3 separate regions of the Mus musculus genome follow, and all the other regions are linked to region 1. The links are chromatin contacts, called in public Micro-C maps. All regions are on one chromosome and are shown on one strand. The core of a region is the stretch at or near the end of the contact, and the rest is flanking DNA. Distances in the headings are between cores, read along the strand shown.

Region 1 (4,384 bases), core at 687-3,186:
TATTTATATACATATATGTGTATATACATATATACATTATATATATTATATAGGAATTTTACATCGACTGGCCTCTTTAATCTGCCCCCCTCTCTGAGCTACTGAAATACATTCTAATAATGTAATACACATAGATAAGCCTAAGTTCTGTAAGCAGGGGAGTGAGCCCAAGCCTGAGTAGAACCTTTGCAAACACGTTAATGCTGTCTACTCCTTGAGACGGCCCCTCCCTCACCTTGCCTAGGGTGGTAAAATCTAGATATGTCTGTAAGTTCAGCAAGCCCCGTCTGTGTTGTAGGTGAAGCAGGAGCCTCCATTGTGAGCCAAAAGGAAAGGTATTAGCGGGAGATTTAACACGTACTCTCACACTTGGGCTTACAAGGTGGGAATGAGCAGGACATGGGAAGGCCTGCATCTTTTTCTCACTTGGCTGTCTCATTTTACTGTTGGTGCAGAATCTGAAACCTCTGGCTGTGAAACCATGAATCAGGAGAGTTTCCTGTCTTGTGAACAATGCCATCCTTACCTAGAGGAGCTTTCAGTGAAATTCAGGGACAGGGAGGGCAACTGTGTGCAGCAGGCAGGGTCCTGGATTTACTGCAGAGGGGAGTGTGTGAGCTGACCAGAATGGAGAACGATGAGAAGTAACTAAATTATGTTCGACACTCTTTCCACAGCAAAGGAAGAAAGCTTAATGATGTTGTGGCTGAAGGACCAGCAGCAACCGGTGATATATTAGCTGTAGGTTAGTGAGCAGAGAAATGAATCCAACAAGACCCAAGGACTATAGATGAGGGTGACAAAGACCAAGCAGAGGGTGGGGGAGAGAAACTACTTGCTCAGGACATAATGAATTTTAGTGGCGACAAGATAGTCAACTAAAGTGACTAACTTGACATTGAAAATCATCACTTTGATCTATGTGGCTCTTTGAAGCCTGGGTCTTATCAAGGCAAAGAAAAAAAAATCTATAGTTAACAATGAAATATTTTCATCCTTTGCGTTCCTGGCATCCACTAAGAGCAGCACATAATTTAATTACGGAATCCACAGGCTGGACCACGGACATGAAGAATGGTGTGTCTTTGCTAGTGAGAAATTAGCTAGAACCAACTGTTTATTTTCATCCTTCTTCCTCGGCGGGCCTAAATTAATACAGTTAACAAGCTTTTGTTTGGATTAGCCGCTGAGACCGGGGATGTGCAGATTTGAAGTCATGATCATTACAGGAGCTTTTATTTATGGGGCAATGGGACGGAGTACGGGGGCGTAGCCACAAGTGTGGATAAAACAAACGGGATAAGACAAAACTTGTCATTTTGCGATGGAATTTCCTCCCGATTTAGGGGTCAAACATCTGAGTCTAGGAAACGATGTTGAAGAAAATCAGATGTAGTTCCTTGGGGCATATGACCGCTACAAACTTTACCAGGGGACTGTCAAGTGAGCAACTGTCCACCTTGAGTGGCTGGGGAAGGCACTGGCATGCATCTCAGGGTCTTTCACAGGTTTGGAGAGTTAACTCTAAACCAGGTCAAACAAAAAACCAATGCAGATAAAGTTTCGAAGGAGGGGGCCTCGGGGCACAAAGGCTCCACCCACACCCTTCTAGTATGAAGCCAAGAAGCAGTTGCAGGCTAGGTGATTCTAGAGATAGCTAGGACACAGTCTGCAGGCTTATTATAGAGGCCAGTACCAGGTCCCTTCATTCCCTGTTCCTTTCAGGTCCGTAGCACCTGGAATCTTTGGGTCTTTTAAATCACCTTTATGTATTTAACTTCACTCCTTAACTCCTTAAAGAAGTTGGTGATGGATTGAGAGGACTGGGAGGGTCAACTAAAATGCTCAAACTCTTAGGCCCGTGGGTGGGTGTGGCTAAGCGCTGTCCCTCCCTGAGCCCATGCCTGCACCAATGGGGGGCGGGAGGGGAGAGCCCAGGACAAACCTCACTGGGAACCGTAAAGGTCACCGCGACACTGAGGTCCCCCTGCGGGATAAGCTCTGGCTCCCCGCGCGCCGGGCAGTCTGCAGATCCTCTCTCTTTACAAGGATCCGTGGTCACGGATGCCCGCAGCTTGTGACCGCGTGGAGCTGCACGCCACGTTCCGCCCCGCCGCCCCTTCCGCCGCGCGCCGGACCCGCCTCCCTCCCGACTTCCTACCCGCGCGCACGGCGGCTGTGTGGGGTGGACGGTGCAAGCGTGGTCTGCACCTCGAAGGAGCGGACGGTGGGCGCATCCCCTCGGCCGAGGACCCTGCTCGTGGGTGCTCAGCCTGCACGTGGGCTGCACCCGGCTCGCCGCGGCGGAGGGAGGGAGGGAGGGAGGGTGCAGCCCACGTGAGCGCCGAGTCTCTTCTGGCGCCCACGTGGAGGGGAGGAGGGAGACTTAAGAACCGGGAGCACAGAGTTGGGGGGGCAGTTGTCGGAGGTGGAGCAGTTTCTCCCTGGACTGGTGACATCCCTGCCTCAGTTTCCTGGTTCTGAGGTTGCTCGTGGTGGGTACAGAGCCCCGGGGAGCTTTACAAAGCAAGCACGGGGCAGCCACCCCTTGGCGGTGGAGAAATGTGTCCTTTCTCCCTGCCTTCCCATTCCTCTCTAAAGCTTAAAGCAAGGTGGGAAGCCAGCCAAACCGGCATGACTCCCTGTTGAGCAGGGTCGCTGGGGTGAGGAGTCCTCTACCTGTTCACAAGAGATGTTGCCCTGTATGGCAGCCTCAGCCCTGTTGCAGAGACCATCATCCAAGGCCTGGCCTTGAAGCTCATTGTTACAGAACCTGGTTTTAGTATGAGCATGTTCTCTTTTCCTCCTACTTGATTCGTTCCTCAGAGTTGATTCATCCAGAGGAATGAAGGAGGAAGGAAAAGGAAAAAAAAAATCACCTGATTAGTTACCAAACTGGCCTGTTTGCAAATGTTATTTGTTTGTTTATATTACAGTATACTGGGTTTGGAGGCAAATTTCCTGAGTTTTCTGAATTTGTAAGATGTGATGCTAATGCCTACTTTAGCTAGAAATGAGACTTGAATATATGTGTGTTTATATAGATATATCTATATATATACATATATAGATATAGAGAGAATGAGATATTTAAAGTGTCTGGAATCCATTAGATATTACACATTTTTATTCCTCCCTTCCATGTTTAGAAGGGAGCAAGTAAGGGATGGGACACTTTGGAGGCAGTGTAAAGGAACTTAAATGCTTTTTTAAAAAAAGATTTATTTTATGTATATAAGTACATTGTAGCTCTGTTTTCAGACACAGCAGAAGAGGCCATTGAATCCTATTACACATGGTTGTGAGCCACCAAGTGGTTGCTGGGAATTGAACTCAGGACCTCTGGAAGAGCAGTTAGTACTCTTAACCACTGAGCCATCTCTCTAGCCCAGGAACTTAAATTCTGTAGGAAAGCAGGCAGTATATGAATTATCTGGAAACTTATTAGTGCCAAATCCAGACTTTTCAAATATTATATTTTATAATTTTCTCTTTAGACCAGGATGCTCTCTTTGAAGTCTAGGGCTCATGTTTCATGGTTTCTGCCTAATAAGTCCAGCTGAAGTTGCCCAGAGTTTAGGGCTGACTGATGCATTTCCTGGAGAGCAGATTGACAACTGTTCTTTTCAATGCTTAGTGACGTATGACTTCTACACCCAACATGAGTGACATTTCCTGCAAAAAACGGGATGACTATCTGGAATGGCCCGAGTATTTCATGGCAGTGGCCTTCTTGTCAGCACAAAGAAGCAAGGACCCAAGTTCCCAGGTAAACTTGTGGTTTTGTGGGAGGATGTTCAGATATTGCTGAGATTTACACAAAGAACAGGTGAGGAAAATGGATAGTTTGGCAACTCAGAACTCCGGATGCTTCCAAGATTCATCATCTCCTGTGTCCCCAGTGACTTCCCAGCTATTCATAGTTACAATGTTTCTCTGTTTCCAGGTGGGGGCCTGCATTGTGAACACAGAAAACAAGATTGTTGGGATCGGGTACAATGGCATGCCAAATGGGTGCAGTGATGACCTGTTGCCTTGGAGGAGAACAGCAGAAAATAAGCTGGATACTAAATATCCTTATGGTAAGGTGCCTTCAGATCCCATCCTGCTTCCTGTGGTAGCCTGTTGATTGAAAGAGTTCGTCTTTTCCTTTTAGTCAATAGATGGAAAAGAGAAAAGATTGTAGTGAACTACCCTATCTCCCTCTACAACTCTATAAATCATGTTTTAATTAGTTCTTTGATAGTTTTATCTAAGATTTATATATTTTTGTTTATGTACATGTGTGTGCCTGCATGAGTTTATCTTTTTTTGTTTTCTTTCTTTCTTTCTTTCTTTCTTTCTTTCTTTCTTTCTTTTTTTTTTTTTTTTTTTTTTTTGGTTT
Region 2 (4,739 bases), core at 485-2,984, 310 kb after region 1:
TGCTAAAAACCTTGAGAGGAAAGCAGATCTATGCATGGGATTCTTTGTCTGGGGTGAAGGGAACGAACCCTTCTGTTTCCTTACTTTTCTTTCTATTTCTTTTCTTAATTTCTCCCAGAAGAGAAATACAATATAAACAATAAAACTCAACTACTCTTAGCTGGCGGTGCAGTTAAAAACCAAGAGTTCCTTGTAACTTTGTTAAGGTCGACGGTGAAAGAGAAGACGGAATGATTTTTATCCTTTATAACTAACAGTGAGAACCTTCCGCTAGCTCCTCCTCGGGACAGAATTGGTATAGCTCACACAACCGATGGCAGGAAATAACAGTGTATTCATCATGTGATGGCTTTCTCAACCTAGAAGTTCATTTAAATGCTGGCATTAGCCATGGGCTCTGTTTGACATTGGGGGTGTAGGGGGAAAGGGCATTCTCTGGGTCCAGAGTTCACCATTTCTGAGCTTTTAGATGGTGATAATGCATTTCCTCTGAGCCTAATAAAAAGCTAGTGAATCACAGAAATAAACGGCAGCCATGGTAGAGGATGCTTGCTGCCAGGCTGCCCGGAAAAGACGGACAAGGAAAAGCCTAACACTTTGTTCATACAACACCCAACACCAAGGAGCTAATGACTGTCCCAGTGCTGTCCACAGAAAAAAACAAAACAAAACAAAACAAACAAAAAACAGAAGCAAGCAAGCAAACAAACAAACAAAAAACACGAGTTGTATCAGCCAGGAGATATTTAATCACCAAGTAGATTCGCTTAGGATAATTTTCATCAAGTTATATTTTCAGATGAGCAGACAGCCACAGTGACCTGGCCCATGCAGGAAGTTCTAATTTCAGAACCCTTTTCAGAATATACTACCAATATGTTAGAGATGGATCCAGAAGACAAGAAATGCATCAAAATGGTTTGTTTTGGGGGGTGGGGTGGGGTGTTGAGTTCCAGATAACCACTTGTCTGATCACAAACAGAGAACAGAATTTTTAGGGGTATGGATCCCGCTTCCTATAAGGGAAGAACTTCATTTCCCAATAGAACTAAGGAGTATATGACCCAGAAGCTCATTGGAAAAGGGCATTTCTTTAAGGGTCCCACAGACCTTTATTTTGAGTATCTTTGAAAACATTGCAGGAACGAAGTTTAAAGAGTGAGCTTGCTCCCCCCCTCCCCATTGCAAGAAAGCAAAGACATTTTTGTTTTAACTCGAGGTCATTCTTAAGTGTTGTACTTGGGGAAGGGGCACTATTTGTTTAGGAACCACGGGCAACGTCTAGGCGGAGGAAGTCTAGAACCAGTCAGCTGTCCACACGATCACCGAGTCAAGGCTCATGGGACCCACAACCGCTGTTTATAACCCCTTCCACTCCCCACCTGCCCAATCAGTGAGGGGGTGGGAGAAAACAGCAGTTGAGAATTGTATCACGGAGGCGACAGTCTCACCTCTTATAAGGAATGAAATGTGTGAAAAGATGAAAAAGCTCACTGATTCAGCATCTAAGAAATTTCCAGCAATCTGGAACTGATCTTTAAAAACGGCAAAACACCGGGGTAAGGGGGGGGGGGCGTATAATTACGATACATTTCTGTTAGTGAGAAAAGCGTTGGGCTAGTTTATTTTTGAACTTTGAAGGCGTCAAAATGTGCCCCGTTGTAAATCGTAGCAGCCTGTGCACCGAGCGGCCTTACTGATCCAATGATGTGAGGGCTTCGAGCGGGAGGTGTTACCTGCTTTCCAGTGGTACATTACTGCCAAGGACCCAGCTGTCCTGCAGCTGGACGGACTCGGGTGTGGTTTGCAGCTCGGCGGGCAAAGCAGCCGGCGGGGCCGGACTCTGGTTCCTTCTATTGGTCAGGGAGTTTCTATTGAGGGAAGTGATGGACGGGTGATGCTGCGCCGGGTGCTGCTTGTGGGATGGCGGCAAAGGCTGCAGGGTGGGTTGCCCTGGGTTGTTTGAAGGTTGCTCTGCGGAAGGAGAGAGACAAAGGGAAATTCATTATACATTTCTGTGTGTATGTAGGTGCATCCGCACTGCCACTTTTCTTGCAGAGCTGCATCGGATAAATTAGAATTTAAAAAACTGCACAGAAACCCACAACCTAACACATTTGCATATTATTCTATTAAGGGACTGCTCAGTGACATTCTCAAAGACCAAGTTTACCCTTGATACGCAAAGTTCTAATTAATATACAACAGATGGCAAAATTGCTTTTGGTTTTAATTTGTTTCAGTTTTTTTTTCATCTGGCTTTATTAACACCTACAGAAAACATCACCTGACAGCTCCCCTAATGTGCCTTTAGATTTCAGCTTTTTTTTTTTTTTTTTTTTTTTTAAACAAACCGAGCCTGAAATTAAATGGGTGATTTTGGTAAAACACAAAGGTTTTCGAAATGCATATAATCCCTGTAATTATTTAATGGAGTTTTTTTAAGCTTTATTTAACAGCAATAAATTATTACAAGCTAGTTGCTAAACAGCAGTAGACTGCTCTAGTTTAGTGCATCTCAAACAAGGCGGCTCCGTGCTATGATCCACTAATAGACGCTAAACATTCCGTAGCAGAAGGTCACTCCGTGAAGCAGATGTTGTTGCGTGGATACTTAACAGACTGAATCACATCCGATTACAGCGTCAGAGACTTAATGACCGTGACATCCATTAGAACACACACAGAACAGATTTTCCAATTTCAGTGTGCTGTAGAACCACAGCTTTTGGAGTGAAGTCCTAGGTGACCAGAGCGACTCCTGCCATTAGATCTGTGGCACAAATAGTTTGTTCCAAACCAGAATCATAAGGGGCTCAACGATTTCAAAATATGAGCACAATATTGCATTGTAACTGTGGGAAAGTTCACCAGTAAACAATCTGCTAAATATCACAAGTCATTGTAACATCTAAGATCTTTGTACGACTTAGCTTTGGACATGTGTAATACTGAACTGACAAATATAGTTTTGTAATAGAAAGGTGATCACTTCATTTAATGTCAAACACCCACAAGATGCCTATTTTTTTTTATTAAATGTAGTTCAAAATGCAACATAATTTTAAAGTGTCTTATTGGATCACGCTATTGATATAAATACCTATATTAAAGGAGAATAGGGAATGGAATGACTATCTTTCGTAGACTGTGAAGTCCAGTAGCGGTTATTAAGGTAAATAATACAGTACATACTGTAACTCTGGTTGCATGAGATGAATACATGATGTATATAATAAGGTGATTATCTTATCACGCCTCTTTAGCAGATAAGCAATAAAAATTGCTCCTCCCACATCATATAACATCAAGGGTTATTATGTTTTTCTAACAGTGCCTAATAGTCTCTATCATGTAACTTAATGACCAACAACCTCTTACTCTTGAAATGAAAATCATAGCTAATACCTGAATATATGAAAACCGAGCAGAACCCCTGGTACAAGCTCTAGCTCTGCAGCTCCCCACACTAGAAACCTGGGGAAAAAAATCCTCCCTGACTCAACCTTGTGAAAAGGACAAATGAAGGTCTAAGCCTTGCTTCAACTGTGATGAACTTCCGAAGGACTAGCAGGGCTAAAACAGTACCGAGTGGAAGCTCGCTCTCTCCACACAAAGCTTGTAACAGTTTAAACCCCATGCAAGAGTCACTATTCAGGCCTCGTGTAATTAATTAGGGCTGTCTTCCTCAGTACCCGCACACGTGAGATTCTCCACAGAAAGCTGTGAGGCACTTTTAGAAAGCTGGCTCCAAGTGTGGCATGGCGAGCGGCAGCCGTGAGGGCTCGGGGTGGAAGCAGAGAGAGGCAGAATGACTTCAAAGGCAAAGGTGACAAGACTTTGCCTAGGTGGCTGGAGGGATCAGCCGAGTCCGTGTCTTTTAGCGTGGTACCATCCGAGAATTGTATTGCCCTCCACACAAGTTTCATGACAGAAGCTACTTTAGTGTCGGAGGGAAACTGGCATCTGAGAATCAGGATACCGGAGCGAAACCTTTCTGAGGAGTCACGTTAGAGCCCTGTAATGCATGGTCTCAGGACAACTCTAAGGATTCAATAAAACCTACTCAAATCGTCTGCTACTCCTACATTTGGCCATTTGTTCCTCAAACACATAACTACGCTCTGTGTTATAGGGATGTGCAGGGTCAGTGCCAAGTGAACTCACTGTACAAATGGTGAAATAAAATGTACAGATGTTCCTCTTTCTCCACATCCTCTCCAACATGTGTTGTCATCTGAGGTTTTGATCTTAGCCATGCTGATTGGTGTCAGGTGGAATCTCAGGGTCGTTTTGATTTGCATTTCTCTGATCACTAAGGACTTTGAACATTTCTTTAGGAGCTTCTCAGCCATTCGAGATTCTTCCGTTGTGAATTCTAGGTTTAGTTCTATACCTCATTTTTGGATTGGGTTGTTTGGGTTTTTTTGGTGATTAACTTCTTGAGTTCTTTATAGATTTTGGATATTAGCCCCTCTATCGTGGATGTGGGGTTAGTGAAGATCCAGCTCAAGGGGAGGTCCCAAGACCTGACACTATTACTGAGGCTATGGAGTGCTCACCAAAAGAGACCTAGTATGACTGCACCCCAGACCCAACAAGCAGGTGAAAGAGTCAGATGCAGATATTTGCCCCCAACCAATGAGAAGCAGCTGTCCCCTGTTGTTGAATTAGGGAAGACTGAAAGAAGCTGAGAAGGGCAGTCCTGGAGGAGGACCAGCAGTTTCAATTAATCTGGA
Region 3 (4,882 bases), core at 1,190-3,689, 400 kb before region 1:
ACTTTTCGAAGGCAACTGTGAAGTGCTACTCTGAGAACCACTCTTGGCAGCTAGCTGAGACACGCTTCCTAAGGAAGCGCCACTTTTGGTCGCTAGCAGTGAAGCAGCTACCTGAGCCGTGCTTTTGGATGTCAGCAGCGATGGATTTGTGGAACTGCTCTGGGGGGTTAGTAAAGAGCTGCCTGACGATGAACTGTTTTTTGAAACTGATGATGAAATGTTTGCCTCTGAACTAGATTTAGATGTTAACCCACTGGAAGCTGTCTCTGAACTAGACTTACAAGACAGTAATGGCAACTCTACTTCTGCACTTCCAGAGGAGCCCAACAAGGGCACCTCAATCTCTGAGCTGCTCTGAGAGGCTGAGCCTGAAGAACCTTCCAGAGCACCCTTTTTAGGTGACCCACTCTGTTGTCTGTTATCAGTGGACTGGGTCATATGACTATTCATACTGGACTTCAACAGGGAAGAAACAAATGACGCTGAACCACGTTTATGTGGAGCTTCTGACTCCAAAGCCTTTCCAGACCCTGCGGTTACCTGAGAGGAATTGCTGCTGCTCTGGCTGCACACAGATCTGTCTCCTTCACTTGTGGCGCTATCCTGATGGGAGCCACTGGAGCTGCTCCGAGCTGAGGTCCCACCACTCTCGGATTTGGTGGACGACCCCCTGGACGGCGAACTGTTTTCTTGCTGAGCTGCTGAACGATCCGTTTTGGCAGATTTTTTCCCATGATCTCGCTCAACTGAAGAATTGTTTTTTCCTTCTACGGCTCGTTTTTTGGATGGCTCCTCTACCCCTTCTAGAAAGAAGAAAAACACAGGTATTTTACTAAGAGTCCTAAAGACATGACAATCAACAAAACATTCATTTAAAAATCACAGAGAGTGGGGTGGCAGCAAAGTGCCTTTCATCCCAGCATTCAGGAAGCAGAGGCAGGCATGACCCCTGAGGTTGAGGTCAGCCTGGTCTATAGAGCAAGTTCCAGGATAGGCTGGGCTACACAGAGAAACCCTATCAAAACAAAACAAAACAAGACAAACAAAAGCACAAAAAAATTCTTTTTTCAGAACCAGTAGTTTCTTTTAAAATATGGAACAACTTCATTAGTATGTTAAAACAGTATCAATTAATATGATTAGTTTTTAATATTAAATTAACAGCATCAGACATTGGACTTGAAAATCTAAAAGTTAATCAAATTCAGCACCAAAACAGACAGACAGACTCAGACAGACACACATACACACACAGTGTAGCTTTAACATTTTAACTAGATTAATACAGCATACACATTCTGGATTGTTAAAAAAAATTAGTAATGACAGCGATTCCTAATTTTATAAAGCATATTTTCTAAACTCCTATGTATGTTCACATCTATGATCTGCTAACCATTGCTACTTGATATCCCTCTTTTCTTCACCTTGGCAACCAGTTCGTCTCGTGTGGTATGGATTGGAGCATCTGTCACTTTGATGCCTTCAGCCATACTAAGAATTTTATCCATAACTTTTTGAGGGTACCTGAAAAAGAAGCAAAAGTCGCTCTCAAGAAGTGGTTTGTTTTTGTTGTTGTTATGCTTTATTTTTTTTTTTCCGAAAGTACTGGCAGCGTGAGGAATGCAGGAGTGCGCAGACTGCATTTCCTGGTCGTGATCAAAGTGTACGAACCGCGCGACAATCGAAGATGGCCCAGACGAATGCCCTAAGGGCTCGGGAGGCGGGTCTGTGCCAGGGAACCTTTAAACTCGGGGTCTCCCGGGCAGATACTGTCAGCTAAGCACCAACAACTCCATCTGCCGGGCGCATACCACCCGGACGCCCGGCAACTGTGAGGTCGGGGACAGCCCCGGACGCCCTTCCTGCTCTCCCTCCGAGGACCCACAGTGTCACACCGATTCCCGCGCTTCCCAAGCGGCCCTCCCCAGCGTCGCCGGTCCCCGCGAAAGCGCTCCCCGGCCAGCGGCAGGGGGCGTGGAGCAAAGCCCGGAAGGCTGGCTGGAGAGCGACGCTCCCTCCACTCACCGGCACCCTAGGAAGACATGGTTCGCCCAGGCCATGGAGAAGGAGACCAGCTGCTGGAGCTGCCGAGTGCGGGCTCCGCTCTCCGCGTCCGCAGTCTCGTCGGTGGCGGGGACCAGGTCCCCGGCATTGCGAAGCAGAAACTCCCGGCGGTGGCGCCAGTGTTTGTCCGTCTCGCCCTCGCAGCGCAGCGTCTCCACCCAGGCGGCTACCCGCGGGTTTTGGCTCAGGTACTCGGACACCTCCTGCGCCATGTTGGGGACCCTGCGGGACGGGGAGAGCGCAAGCGCACGGAGCCCCGGGGGCGAAGCGGCCCTGTGTCAGCGCGGCCTGCACCGGCGGCCCTCCCGAGAACGCCCCTCCAGGAGCCCAAACCCCAAACAACAGAACAAGGCGCCGACGAACCGCCCACTTCCGCCGGCCACCGCCTCGCTCCCTTTTATAACCTCGCCGCCGCCGCTGCCGCCGCGCGCACACGCGACCTTCCGGCGCGAGCGCGTCCTCCCAGGATGCTTTGCAGCGCCCAGTCGCCAGCGACTCGCTCGGCGGTCGCGCCGGCGGAGGCGGGGCCGAGGCGACTTCAGCGGCCAGCGGCCCTCCCCGCCCTCGGCGCCTAGGGGCGGCCGCTGGGGCGTTCCGCCGGCGCTTTGTGACGCCGCGCTCCGGGGGGCCGGGAGAGGGGGGCGGTGGGACAAAGCGGGCGGAGCGCGGAGACCTGGAGGCGTCCGAGTTGCCGCCCCGCCCCTCCTGCGCGTTCCGCCCTCGGACGCTCGCGGTCGCACGCGGCCAAAATAAACAAAAGCTGGCTTCCGCGCCTGCGCCCTGCCGCGAAAGCCGCTGAACCCTTGGGCCCGAGGCTCGGAAGGTCTCCGGGCGTTTGGGGACCTGCGGATGCCTTGTGGGATGGGGACAATAAAAGTACCGAGCACGGTTGTAACTTAACGACGAGCACAAGCGGCTCCTCCAGTTGGATCTAACCGGCTCTTTGAAACCAGGCCTTTGCGCTTGCGCCCCACGATCTGGCTGGGTTTCCGCGGTTTCTTAAGTTCCTGGTTCAACCCGCTTCCTCTCCCTTAACGCTTTTGGTCCCCGAACTATAAATGACCCCGTGCCAACTGGTTTTAACTGTTAATCCCGGTTGGACCAAAATGGAAATGTATCTGCTTATCTCGTCCTGGCCTCAGTCCTCAAGAGCAACTGCTTCTGCATTTGTTTTGTTTTGTTTTATGAGTTCGATTTTTTGCTTGCATGTGTGTCTGTGCTACATGTGTGGGCCTGGTGCCCTTGGAGGCAAGAGAGCAATGGCTCTCCTGGAGTTGAGTTGACCCAGGATTTTGAGCGCCCTGTGGGTGCTGGGAATTGAACCCAGCGCCCTGTGGGTGCTGGAGGTCTTCTCTAAGATCTCGTACTACTGAGCCATCTCTCCAACCCATGGATTTTTTTTTCTGGCGTGTTTATTAACATTTCCAAGTCTAGGTATGTGTCAATAAATCAAAGGATCAATGTAATAATATGAGATAGTGATAAATTATGTAATTGAATTTTCCCTCAATAGATTTTTGCGTTTTGTTGTGAAAATGCTTAAATCAGAATAATCACGCAAAAATTCAGTCATTTGGTTACTAAACTTGATAGCCATGGGCCTGTGCCCCAACACTGTTCAGCTCCAATAAGGCAATTAGAAGGGACACGTTAGTAGTGGAAAGCAGGAAAAGGCTTTCAAAGAGGCCACACTGGCAAGGAGAGACAAAGCACCCCTTTAATTCCAGCACTCTGGAGCAGAGGCAGGGGGATCTCTGTGAGTTGAGGCCAGTCTGGTCTACAGAGCTAGTTTCAGGACTCCACAAAAGAACCCCTTTCTCAACTCTCCCCCTTCTCCTAGCAGAGAGAGAGAGGCAGACAGACAGAGAGACAGAGACACAGAGACTGAGACTCACAGGCATCCATCCCATCTCAAACGAGTCTTTTGGAGCTCTGAAATGAGATTCACGTTTAAATAAAAGGCCAAGGACATGGACATTTAAGATAGGAGCCGTCAAACAGTGGCTTACCCATCAACCAGCTGCTTGCCCACTGGTATCCCGGCCTGAGGCTGCTGGGACAAGGTGGCTTAACAGTGGTTAGAACGTGAAATCTTTCTCAGGAAGACAAAGTCCCCGTTGGCTGGAACCTTTTACTTCTAAGACTTTTGGGGAAATTCTCATTTCTCCGGGGTCCATTGTCTCACTGGTCTACTGAGAGAGTGAGAAGCAAGAGTCTCTTCTAAAATAACCAAGTCAGCCCAGCTTTGTTTGAGGCCAGACTGGGTAACAAAATGAACAAGAACAGCCTGGCTACAGCTAACCTTTCAATGGCAAAGTTTTTTCTCTTTGAAGACATAGTCTTGCTGTCTCTATGATGGCCTGAAACCGGTGGTTCTTCTCAGAGTACAGTTCCGGGCCTCCTCACTTGGATTCACAGTTATATCAAAAGCCAAAAGAGTCTGAAAACAAGTATTTATTTGCAAAAGTTGAGTTCTTGATAGGAAATATATATGTATTTTGGTTTCAGTTTTTTTTTTTAAAGGTTTTTTTGAGAAAGGGTTTCTCTGTGTAGCCCTGGCTGTCCTGGAACTCACTCTGTAGACCAGGCTGGCCTCGAACTCAGAAATCCACCTGCTTCTGCCTCCCAAGTGCTGGGATTAAAGGCGTGTGCCACCACCACCCGGCGGTTTTAGATTCTTAAAAAGTTCAGTTTAAGACCAGTGGGATGTTCAGTCCTCCACGCTCCATCTTTGACCTCCACATGTGCCACATTGCACCTGTGCACCCTCCCACAAATACACATTCACATACATAATGGGTTCTTCATTCAATAT

The links. Hi-C and Micro-C count contacts between places; a contact is called where the count stands out from the background.
Region 2: a Micro-C map of muscle stem cells shows a contact between it and region 1, with 2.8 times the contacts expected there. The contact joins the enhancer-like site here to the promoter of Dctd in region 1. A contact is called at or near these places in 1 of 39 promoter capture datasets (embryonic stem cells), 1 of 484 Hi-C or Micro-C datasets (muscle stem cells) and 2 of 115 datasets of contacts at active chromatin or transcription factors (embryonic limb bud and embryonic stem cells).
Region 3: a contact with region 1 is called in a Micro-C map of the G1E-ER4 cell line, with 4 times the contacts expected there. The contact joins the promoter of Cdkn2aip here to the promoter of Dctd in region 1. A contact is called at or near these places in 6 of 484 Hi-C or Micro-C datasets (the G1E-ER4 cell line, LSK cells and embryonic stem cells).

What each region holds. Positions count from the first base shown.
Region 1 is chr8:48,108,022-48,112,405 of GRCm38.p6, forward strand. Dctd (dCMP deaminase) reads left to right here and starts at 1,937. Exons shown (of 6, transcript NM_178788.4): 1 at 1,937-2,227; 2 at 3,638-3,769; 3 at 3,947-4,082. The coding sequence starts at 3,644.
Region 2 is chr8:48,415,272-48,420,010 of GRCm38.p6, forward strand. It overlaps Tenm3 (teneurin transmembrane protein 3), which reads right to left. Exons shown (of 27, transcript NM_001145937.1): 3 at 1,737-1,974. Among named protein-coding and RNA genes, the nearest start is that of Gm51531, 110 kb to the left of the region's middle. Within about 2 kb of position 1,735, at least 3 of the 459 cell types and tissues checked have an H3K27ac peak or open chromatin away from gene starts, as enhancers often do. A contact at or near this core is called in muscle stem cells, where this site is marked.
Region 3 is chr8:47,711,492-47,716,373 of GRCm38.p6, forward strand. It overlaps Cdkn2aip (CDKN2A interacting protein), which reads right to left and starts at 2,440. Exons shown (of 3, transcript NM_172407.3): 1 at 2,029-2,440; 2 at 1,397-1,527; 3 at 1-803. The coding sequence starts at 2,279.